Regions from separate parts of the Mus musculus genome. Here region 1 is linked to region 2. Evidence: chromatin contacts called from public Hi-C data. All regions are on one chromosome and are shown on one strand. The core of a region is the stretch at or near the end of the contact, and the rest is flanking DNA. Distances in the headings are between cores, read along the strand shown. Region 1 has its middle 24 kb from the start of Acsl1. Region 2 has its middle 23 kb from the start of Gm30931.

The links. A called contact is a pair of places that touch in the nucleus more often than the background predicts.
Region 1: a contact with region 2 is called in a Hi-C map of epidermal suprabasal cells, with 2.4 times the contacts expected there. The contact joins two enhancer-like sites. A contact is called at or near these places in 4 of 484 Hi-C or Micro-C datasets (the N1E-115 cell line, epidermal suprabasal cells, macrophages and 1 more) and 8 of 115 datasets of contacts at active chromatin or transcription factors (bone marrow-derived dendritic cells, embryonic stem cells, hepatocytes and 2 more).

What each region holds. Positions count from the first base shown.
Region 1 is chr8:46,443,899-46,449,270 of GRCm38.p6, reverse strand. No RefSeq gene overlaps it. Among named protein-coding and RNA genes, the nearest start is that of Acsl1, 24 kb to the left of the region's middle. Within about 2 kb of position 3,165, at least 66 of the 459 cell types and tissues checked have an H3K27ac peak or open chromatin away from gene starts, as enhancers often do. A contact at or near this core is called in epidermal suprabasal cells, where this site is marked.
Region 2 is chr8:46,337,164-46,342,893 of GRCm38.p6, reverse strand. No RefSeq gene overlaps it. Among named protein-coding and RNA genes, the nearest start is that of Gm30931, 23 kb to the left of the region's middle. Within about 2 kb of position 2,098, at least 13 of the 459 cell types and tissues checked have an H3K27ac peak or open chromatin away from gene starts, as enhancers often do. A contact at or near this core is called in epidermal suprabasal cells, where this site is marked.

The sequences.
Region 1 (5,372 bases), core at 1,916-4,415, 110 kb before region 2:
AATTTGCTGGCAGCTGGTCTAGTCAATCAGCAAGATCCAGTGCCATACGCTGTCTCAACCAATAAGGTAAGAAGAGGTAAGAGAAGACCACTGGGCTCCACATGTGCACACATGATTGTATGCACCAGTACATAAACACACACACTCAGACCAAGCAATAACAAAACGAACCTTAGAACTTTGGCTTTTGGAGCCTAAAGTGTATATAGAAGGCCAGGCAAGAACATGTTTTCCATGGTGAGATATGCTTTGTACAGTGTCGGGGACCCACCATTAGGAAAGAGCCATCTCTTCCTTTGTCCATTCCGAGAGACTGTTCATACACATCTGACTATAGCACAGTCGTTTTCCCTGCCTTGCTACCCCTGCCAAGTTCAAAGCTAGATTCAGGGCGGCCCTGGCATGCTCTGTGGAAGTCTGCCTGGACTTTCTGCCCTTTGTTTTCTTCATCTGCCTACTGCTTCACTGGAATGTCCAAACGCTCCTGTCACCAAGGCTGCCTGCCCATAATGCCCTTTAGGGACCTCCACAGCTCAGGCTAAGACAGAACGTGCCCATCTGGAGGCTCTGAGGAGTGAGAGTTGAGAAGTTTGTTAGGGAACTAGAGGCAGTTGGGATTCCCTCAGATGGCTATGTAGGGAAGATCTGATGTATGAAGTGGCAATCCCCTGCTTGTCAGGAGGGATTGGAGCTCTGTCAAAGAGCGCCTTAGTGATGCCCATTTTCCCACGCTCAGGTTGTCTCATAGACAAGTGGCATGGCTCTCCCTTCCTTCACACATGCATAGTGCAAGCATTCCCCACCATGGTGGAAGATGCCCTGGAATTGGCTTCCAGCCTTGATCTAGGATAATTTATAGTCACATGATCTTACATGAACCAATGAATGTGTTTTTCTATTGCTATAATGGAATGCCACAGGCTAGGCAATTTATAAAACAAGCAAACAAACAAACAAAAAACCCCACAACATTCAAAAGTTTATTCTGCCTATGCATCTGGAGGGTGGGAGGTAGGAGAGCTGGTTCTGGTGAGGACCTTTTTGCTGGTGGGAACTTTGCAGAGAAGCACAAGGCGTCACATGTATGTCAAGAAGCTGTTCCTGTGGACTGCAGTCCAGTTTGGACATGGCAGTAGGTATGAGGGCACACAGGAGTCACAGGTTCCTAGGGCAGGAGGTCAACACCTGGCATTTCCAACAGACCTGTTCTTGAGGTAACCCACTGATGGGTCAATCTACAAACTCTCCCCTGGGATCCTCTCTTAGCATATGATGGGAGCTGAATTTCAGCCTGTGTCTTGGTGGGCACATTCAACGCATTGCACCACATCTCTGAGCCTACATCTCTTCATTTTAGAACAGTAATTGTCTTACAGTGTTGGGCAGAGTGAAATGACCTCATATAATAATGTTTTATACAATGTAAACTTCCCCTACCCCTAATGCTAGGCTTCAACCCCAGGAGCTTTAAAGTGTTAGGTAAGCACTCCATTAGTGAGCTACATCCCAGCACCACAAAGCACAATTATTAGAGACAGAATTAAATTATTAAACGACAATGGTGTGTTGCTATAAAGAGGCTCTACTGGTTATAAATCTGTTAACAATACAAAATAGAGTCACCTGCGATGAGAGAACCTCAGTGGAGGAATTACCTCCACCAGACTGACCTGTTTGTGCCACATTTCCTTGATTAATGGTTGACTGGGGTCGGTCCACAGTCCACTGTGGGCAGGATCGCCCCTGGGCAGGTGGTATTGGCTTGTTTAAGAAAGCAAGCTGAGCAAGCCCTGGAGAGCACGTCATTACACAGCACTCCTCTGTGGCTCCCGCTTAAGTTCCTGCTTTGGGTTCCTACCTCAGTTTCCCTTAATGACAGAGTATAACCTGTGAGCCAAATAAACCCCTTCTTACCTAAGTTGGTCTTGGTCATGGTGTTTATCATAACAACTAAAACCAAACTAGGACAGAGCCTCCATGACAATGACAGAGATGTGCCCATCTCCTGGCCCTTATAGTTTTATACGGTACTTGATGCTGCCAGGCATGGTGGCACACATTTAATTCCACTGCACTTGGAAGGCAGAGACAGGTAAATCTCAATGAGTTTGAGGACAGCCTAGTTTATATAGCAGGTTCTAGGTCAGTCAGGACTACATAGTGAGACCCTGTTTCAATCAATCAATCAATCATCAATCAATCCAGCAAGCTAGTTCAGTATTCTAACTCTACAGTGGTCTCAGTGACCCAGCTACTGCTTGCTGTATCCACTACACTCTTGGCAGATATTTATAAAACTTTTAAAATTCACAAAGATTGGGGGAAGATGAAGATTATTCCGGAAAGGCTTAAAATTCTTTACAAGAGGCATATTCTGCAGAATGTGCGTAAGTCCCAGCTGGTGATCAGTGTGGCCAGTCAGCAGTTTCTGCTTCTAAGATAAGGGAGCCACTGGTGACTTCTGCTCAGAGACACCCCTTGGTATTTATTCAAGGAATTACAGAAGGCTGAGAGGCGCAGCGCAGCAGAGTGGATAAGCCTGGGGGGTGGGGGGAGCAACAGGCCATGCTGCCTCTCCTCAGAGACCCAGCTCCCAGACAGACTCACTCACTCTGGACAGATTCCAGAAGATTGGCAGAGCAAAGCACCTATGGCTCTGTGGGTTATTTCTAAACGGCCCGAGGAGGTGGTTAGAACTGGCTTGATTCGACGCTGAGAAAAAAAGGGGAGGCGAGTAGATGAGCTTTCATTAGAAACTCAGAGCGGCTCTGAGGATGCAATCAGAAATTAGATGTCACACTGGTAGAAGAAACCAGGGAGATAAGGGCGGAGGCTCCCAAGAGATCAGTGAGTCACACCATTAACAACCTGCCGGTGAGGAAATACATCACCCCATCTGAGAGGACACACCCCCCAGACAGAAGCCAGCCCAGCCAGGATACACCACCCCCTTTTTGATCTTATGAAGTGTTTAATTTATTTATTTATTTTTTGACAGCACCCATGGATTGAAACGGCAGGAATTTCTCCTTCACTCCCAGCCTCAGATTTGTGGGGTTTCCCTTTTGTTCTTTACTTTTGGCAATGTGACTTTGACCACCCCACAGCAATCTGTTTGCCAGTTCAAAGGGCATGTGTCTACAGCCTGAAGGAACAAAGGAGACACTAATTGAGCAGTGACCAGGGCCCCAGGGGTTCTGAAAGGGTAATGTTACTGAGAGAGCCTTGTAAGAAGGAAGTGCCCTGGGTTATGGGTGTGGCCCAGTGGTGGAGGGCTCAACTGATATACAGGATGCCCTGGGCTGGACCCCCAGCTACTGCAAAAACCAAACAAAATAGAAGATGTATTCTTTCTATAACACAGTTGGGTGGCCTGGAGGTCACAGCGGAACATGTTTTTGCTTTTGTTTTTGCAAAACAACCAGAAGAAAGGTGGCTTTAAATATTTTCACCACCAAGAAGTAATAAATGTTTAAAGAGAGAACTGTCGAACCTATTTGATCTTTATATAAAATATACATGCACTGAAAGATCATGTGGTACCTAAGTATGTGCAAATATTGTCAATTAAAAATGCAAAAATATTCTCAGTGTATGTTCTCAGGTGCAATCTACTTGGGAGGTAGAGGCAAGAGGATCGCCATGAGTCTAAGACCTGTAATGAGAGGCTGAAACACAAAACAAAACCTTTCTTCCTTCCTTCCTTCCTTCCTTCCTTCCTTCCTTCCTTCCTTCCTTCCTTCCTTCCTTCCTTCCTTCCTTCCTTTTTTCTTTCAAGATTCCATCAACCCATCCAGACCCACTCACTCAGAATGTACCAGAGTGGAATCCAGAGTCTGTGTTCCTTCCTTTCCAGTCTTCTCTGACTCTTTTGCAGACAACAGTAAGGAGCAACTAGATAACCCAAGAGCTGTCTTGTGACTCAGTGATCCTACCACGGGAAATCTTTCTCAGTCACTGCAATTTGGAAAGTTACAGCTCTTTCTTTGTCTTCCTTCCTTCCTTCCTTCCTTCCTTCCTTCCTTCCTTCCTTCCTTCCTTCCTTTCTTTCTTTCTTTCTTTCTTTCTTTCTTTCTTTCTTTCTTTCTTTCTTTCTTTTTGTTTTTCGAGACAGAGTTTCTCTGTGTAGCCCTGGCTGTCCTGGAACTCACTTTGTAGACCAGGCTGGCCTCGAACTCAGAAATCTGCCTGCCTCTGCCTCCCACAGGGTTTGGCTTCAAATTTACTATGTAAACCAGGCTAGTGATGAACTCATGATCTTCTTGTCTTAGCCTCCCAACAGACTATTCATAAGATAATAGATTGAGTTTATGTTCAGAAAAACAACAACGTGATCTCCACCAAAGAAGTGGACACTAAAATATTGGAGATGTCTTGGAGAAGCACCCCGGGGTGCTTCTGAGTTAGCAGAGTGGCTGAGAATGTTTGAAACCAGCTCAGCTTCGGGGCAGAGGGTAGGTCTGGTCATCCAGGAAACTTCTCTTTTGAGCATCAGTATTTTTGGTCGTTGCCAGTTGATAAATATATTGAATGTCAGCCTCGGCAGTAAGTATCACAAATGCCAAGAACAATGCTCTCTAACATTTTAGAGAAAGAAGACACCAAAACTGATTAAGACCATTATGGAGAGCATTGCAGTAATGGCATCTGAGTGAGCCCTTTAAAGGACTGATAAAATGTCAATGTAAGAGGACATTCTGGTGGAAGAAAAAAAAACACACAAGAAAAGATAGAGCTGTGTAGAATTTTTGCCGAGCGTGTTCATGAACAAGAAGTTCAGTTTGGATCGAGCAGAGAGGGGCTTAGTTGGGAAGAGGGATGGAGTGTCTGTTACCTTCCACTGTGTAACACACCAAAGTCGAAAGGCCTTTAACAACTGTTCTTTGCTTTGCTCATGGATTTACAGCTTGTTTTGGTTTCCCCTCAGTGTAGACCCACACTCAAAGTAGCTTCCTGACAGGGCTGGAAGTTGGAAGCCGCCATGACTTCTAATGTGACTTGTCTACAGTCCGTGCTTCCTCATAGAAATGTGTGTCTAGTGTTTTAAGAGACCCATGTTAGAGACATATCAGTATTTGTCACCTGAGTTTGGGAGTCATTGTGATCATGACTCTCCTTAAATTTAAAGAGAGGTGGTCTAACTCTCAGAGGTTGAATGTTGAAGCCATAACTGTAAGGTGAATTGGGAAGGGAGATTCTCCTGTGGGAACTCTTGAAAGTACACACAGCACCGGGTAGAGTGGTACATATCTGTAATGCTAGCACTTGGGAGGATGACAATATCAAAGTTAGTTTGGGCTACACATCAAACCCATCAAAACACAGGAAAGTTAAAAAAAAATCACCGATCCTCTCAAATGTAAATGAGAATA
Region 2 (5,730 bases), core at 849-3,348:
CACACTTCATTACCGTAAGTTCATCATCGAAAGCCAGCCTTCTGAAAATGACATCTGTAGACTCACCTGAGGAATATACGTTCCTCTCATTAGAGTGATGTTTACTTTTTAGTTGGCAAGGCCTCCCCCCCCCCCCCAATCATATATAACACCTCTATCTGGACCCTCTGGTAAGACGCCCCCCCCCCATCTGCTCAAATCCTTTGTTTTAAGGCGGGGGCTGTTATCAAACTAGCCGTGCCTGATGATGGATGCTTCCTAGCACTGATTCTCTACTGAACCGCAGCTTATCTTTACAGCTAAACACACTTAAAGATGAGTTAAGGATTGTTTGTAAAGACAAGCTGAGCATGGACGGATCGCAACAGCCAAGCGAGCTCTAACCAATCACAGACTGACGACTGATCAGACCATTTCCCAAACCGCCCAGCGGGCACCAGGCCAACTTTTCCTGCGCAAGTCCCTCTCAGGCCTCTGAGTGCTGTCGGCCCATGATGCCCTGAGGAGATGTGTGAACCCACCTGACACAAATCGCTCTTCATTCTCATTCGGCAACCAAACTTGTTAAGTTTAATTTGTCAGCAGGTTTTCTCTTGACGGGGTCAGAGCAGATTGTCTGTGCCTGCCCCAGCTCAAAGAGCTTTTCATTGTGTCTAGAGTCTCCGTGGCTCTCAGGTCCTTGCTTGAGATCCTGGGTTTGCCTCGCATTAGTCCTTCCAATGGAATTCTGGCTTCCTAGCTTCAGGTTGCTCTCTGTTCTAAGGGCTCAAATGTGTGCCAGGGAGGACTGGCTGTGTGGTCCGTTCCACAGAAGGCAATGTGGACGCAGTCTCCAGATAGGGGTAAGGGCAGATGAAAGCCTTGAACTAGGAAAACCAAGAGATCTCCTCATAACTCTCCTCTGGGGCGGGATGCAGTTATCCCATCCCAGATTCAAAGGAAGTTATTAGAATCTTGATCCACTGAGCTGGAAGAAACCTCTGACTAAAGAATAATGGAGAAGTCTGCACCTATTCACAGGACGCTTCCTCGGCAAAGGTTTAGAGTTTCAGTCACTGGCAGATATTTATGCAGTGACAGAACTTTTACCATTCCAGGATCACAGGTAAGGGATTTTAAAAAGTAGTTTAAATACAAATAAAGGGAGCAGAATCCAAAGGAAAGATCCCTTAGTTAGACTGGTTTAATCATCCCTATTGCATATGTGTTGAAATATCATACTGTACTCTGCAAATATGCAAACTTCTCTGTCAAGTAATAAAAATTTTAAGAGATTAAAATATTTTCCTACATGAATTTACTCATCATGAGCATGAATATGTGTGGCTGTACTTGTGAAACGGCTTTTGTGTTGAGGTCAAAGAAGAGCTTTTGGGAGTTGGTTTTTCCCTTTCTACCTTGTACATACTGGAGATCAAACTGGGGTCATTATTAGGCTTGGCGACAAGTGCCTGTGCCTGCTGAGCCATCTCACTCTAAAACATTCTAAAACAACAATAGTAAAAATGTAAAAGAACCAAGAAGACATAGCCCACAGCTGAGATAGAAGAGCTGCACTTAACCTTGAACTTGAATTTAATGCAGACACTCCACAGCTGACATTTCTAATCAGCTGCTTCTTTTTTTTTTTTTTTTTTCATTTTAAGTGCAAGGGCCACAGGAGAGATAAAAGTCTTCCACCTGATGCTCTGGGAAGACAGGAGCTGGAGCTGTGCTTACCCACAGCTCCCAAGGTACCACACACAGCTACTGGCCCAACCTGTAGACCTAGGAGCCTCACCCAGGGCTGGGTGCCTTCCCAGAAAGAAGGAAAGGTCACGAGGTTGTGACGGATTACTTCAGTATTAAGGGCTCCATCTCATGGCTGTCTCAGTGTGCTTGTGGTTTCTATGAGTTTTTTAGTTCCTTGTTCCTTCTCTGTCAGGTGGTCGATGACCTTGGGTTAATTCTGTTGTGTGTTTCCTGGATTCCTGACCACCCAGTGGAATGATGCTTTGACCTTCTGACCTTTCCAGTCTTCTGAGTGTCTCTACCCTCAGTCTGAGCACTCACGAGTGAAGCGCAAGATTCTAGGTCCTCCCCTGGGCGTGTCCCTCACCTGGTTTCTCCATCGCCTTCCTTGCCCTGCAAAGCATCTCTGCTCTGAGCTCCTCCCTACCCAAATTTATAGCAGCCTGACTTTAAATACACAGCCCTGAGGAACCAGACTGGCAAGTGTGACACCTTATTGGGATGCATTGGCAACGGTCGGTCCGTTGAAGCAGTGGACAAGCAGGTGGCTTCCAGTTTTCAGGTTCCCGTGGCAAGGGTTTGGGGCTGGTAGCTCTGCCTTCGCTCTTTCTCACAGCAGCTAAGAAATGGAAAGACAAATAAGGAGATCTGAGGACTTTTTCTTCAAGCTGAGGTTGTTTTTGTCAAATGTGCCTTGATAAATTCAAATTGAAGCAGCGAAATGTCCCAAATCGAAACAAAACAAACAAACCTGAGATCACCAAGAGCTGACAAGAATAAAGAGGATCTTGCTCTGAAGCAAATGAATGTAGTGTGGCCACTCACAAACAACCGGGAGGTTTCGTTCCTTTGTTTACTTGTTTTATAATTATTTGGTATGTGAAGAGGGAGGAGGCAGGAAGAGGGATATGGAGAAGAGGTAAAGGCAAAGAGATGGAGAGAGAAGAGATGGGGTGAGGAAAAGAAGGAGAGAGAGAGAGAGAGAGAGAGAGAGAGAAGGCAGCATCTTTGTGTTCTCTGATCTATATGGCAGGCTAGCTGGCCTGTGAACTTTAAGTAATCCTCCTGTCTCTGCCTTCCATCTCTCACAACAGGAACAACAAGCTCAGAGAAGAGTGGCACCCTGCCAGGCTCGTGTGGGTTGTGGGGTTTTGAACTCAGGGCCTCAACATTCTCATGGCGAGTGGTTTAGTCACTGAGCTGTCTCCCGAGCCAGAGAAGTTTCTATTAAGGATAAGAATTCAAGTTTCGGGGGTTGGAGATGGCTCAGTGGGGAAAAGGCACCTGCAGCCAAGCCTGACGACCTGAGTTCCACCCCAAGACCCACAGGGTGGAAGGAGAGAACTGGTTCCCAAAGACATTTTTCTTCTGCCCTTCATTTGTGCGCTGTGACACATGCACTTCACACAGACACATATCAACAAGCTAAATAAATAAGTAAACAATACAACTTTAAGAACTTTGAAACTCCACATTTCACAAAACTCGGCCATTCCTCTTAGGTGTTACTCAAGAGAAATGACAATTTATAGCCACATGAAGCCCAATGTGTAACTATTATATAAAAGCTAATTGTTTCTCGTTGCCAAACATTGGAAACAATCCAAGTGGCCCTGTGTGCACAAATGTGCAAACAAGCTGGAGAATGCATGCATTGGAACACACACCTCAGTGACAAAGAGGAAGAAACAATGCGGACACATAATTGCTTCACAAGAGCTTTTTGCTAAAGAGAAAAGTAAACACCTAGCCTTACAGCGCTCCTACTACATGGCGCCATTTATATAACAGCCTTGAAATAACAAAATCATTGAGGCAGATAACAGATTAGTGGTTGCCAAGAGTCGGGAGAAATGGAGAGGGGAAGAGTAGGGTGTATCGAAAATTCTGGAATTTTGGTTTCTTTAAAAAAACCAAAAAACCAAAAACCACAGAAATTTTATGAGAATGTGGTTTTGTTTTAATCCCAAGTGTCGGGATGTGGGGCTGCATTGCCGCAGCCGACTGTGAATGGCCTCATTCTCAAAAATATGCAGTGGCATCATTTTGCTGGCTGCAGAGAGTTTCTGTGATTGTGTGACTTTGGAATTCTGGGAATTTTTCAATGGGTATATAAATTCAAGGGCCCTAAGAAGTGGGATTGGTGGTGGTTCGGGGGAGTTGGTTGTGGTAGTGTTTCTCTCTCTCTCTCTCTCTCTCTCTCTCTCTCTCTCTCTCTCTCTCTCTCTTTTCTCTCCCTCTCTGCCCTTTCCTTCTTTCTCTCCTATCTATAGTGGGTGAAATCAGAAGCATAAAGCATGGGAAAACCTCATGAAGCATCAAAGACCAGCTACAGTAGGGGGTGGCTAAAAGAGGCTGCACTAACTAGGTCCTTGTGGTGATGAAATGGCTTTGTACTGAACCATGGACAAGCTAGTTACCTGTGATAAAATGACAAACTGGAGAGTAATGACAGTTCCCTGTTTCAGACATTGCTCAACTGCCTGCCATATGGGACTTTCAACCATTGCATCTGGTTTAAGGGTCCAGGGAAACTTGGTACTGTCTTTTTTTTTTTTTCCAGATTTCCTCATTTTGTATGCATAAATGTTTTGCCTTCCTGCATCTATGTATGTGTACCAAAGAAGCAAGAAGAGTTTCTTGGATCCCCTAGACTTGGAGGTATAGAGGTTTATAAGCGGTGGTGCATGTGCTGGGAACCGAACTCAGGTCCTCTGCCAGAGCAGCAAATGCACTTTACAGCGGAGCCATCTCTTCAGGCCTCACTTAGTACTGTTTTACCGACAGTCTGCCACTCTAGTTTTTTGAAAGTGTGTATATATACAATATATAATTCCATGTACATATTGCACACACACGTGTAAACAGTATACACACATATGTCCTATGGGAAAAACTCTCCGAGATTGTCTGACTAAGAAAACGGTCACTTTTTACAGTGAAATCTCTTTGTGTTTTCCGTTTGGTGATGCAAAGGAGAAACGCTTGTGGTGTTGCTGAGGTAAGACTGGGTAAGACAAACCCTCTCCCAGCTGAGCTCTGTCCTCAGCCACGATGAGTAACATGGACGGTTTATTGACCTGCTCTTCTAATTACAGCTGGGTGGTTACCAAAGATGGAATGTGGATACCACACAATTGAAGTCTAAATCGAGGATGGGAAACCTAGCTTGAAATGCAAGAGATGTTTGTTTGGACGGGAGGCGGACAGCCTTGGGAATGGCTTGTGCGTTCTTGACCCTGGCTGTTTCCTGGGGAATGTACCCAGGGGTTCTCACAGTAGCTCAGGTGTACACACAGCTGACTCTCAGGACTGGTGGAGTTTTGGGGTGTGGGGTGTCCCACCCCACTGCTCAGGGGCTCTTTAGAGGGTTTCTTTATTCAGTCTTTCTATCCACACATTTCTAAATATTTCCTCACTCGAGCACACTGACGACAGCATAAGACTGGATGGAGCCTGTACTGTCGAATGCTGAGAGCAGTGACCGACTTGGAACCTACCAGGCACCCACTCTCATATTTCCATGTCTGAAAGTGTAGACTAGGAAGCGGGAGTGTCATAAATATTGTCTTTAAGAGAAATGACTTCGTTTTGGATGTCTGTTTAATTGTTGTTTTGTTTGTGTTGTTGCTGTTTTGTCTTTTACAAGCAGGGTTTCTCTGTGTAGCCCTGGTTGTCCTGGGATTCTCTTTGTAGACCAGGCTGTTCCCAAGAACTTTGTAGGTCAGGCTGCCTATTCCCAAGAACTAGTCTCTAACACACATAGTGGAATCTCCTAACATCTCTTTTTTAAAAGATTTATTTTCAACTGTTTTATGCAGGAGGCTTTTTGTGTAAGTTTTTATAATTGGTGTCTTTTTTTGTTTTGAGGTTTGTTTTGTTTTGTTTTGTTTTGTTTTGTTGAGAGAGGGTTTCCCTGTAACTGTGGCTGTCCTGGAACTCACTCTACAGACAAGGCTGGCCTCGAACCCACAGAGGTCCTTTGCCTCTATCTTCTAA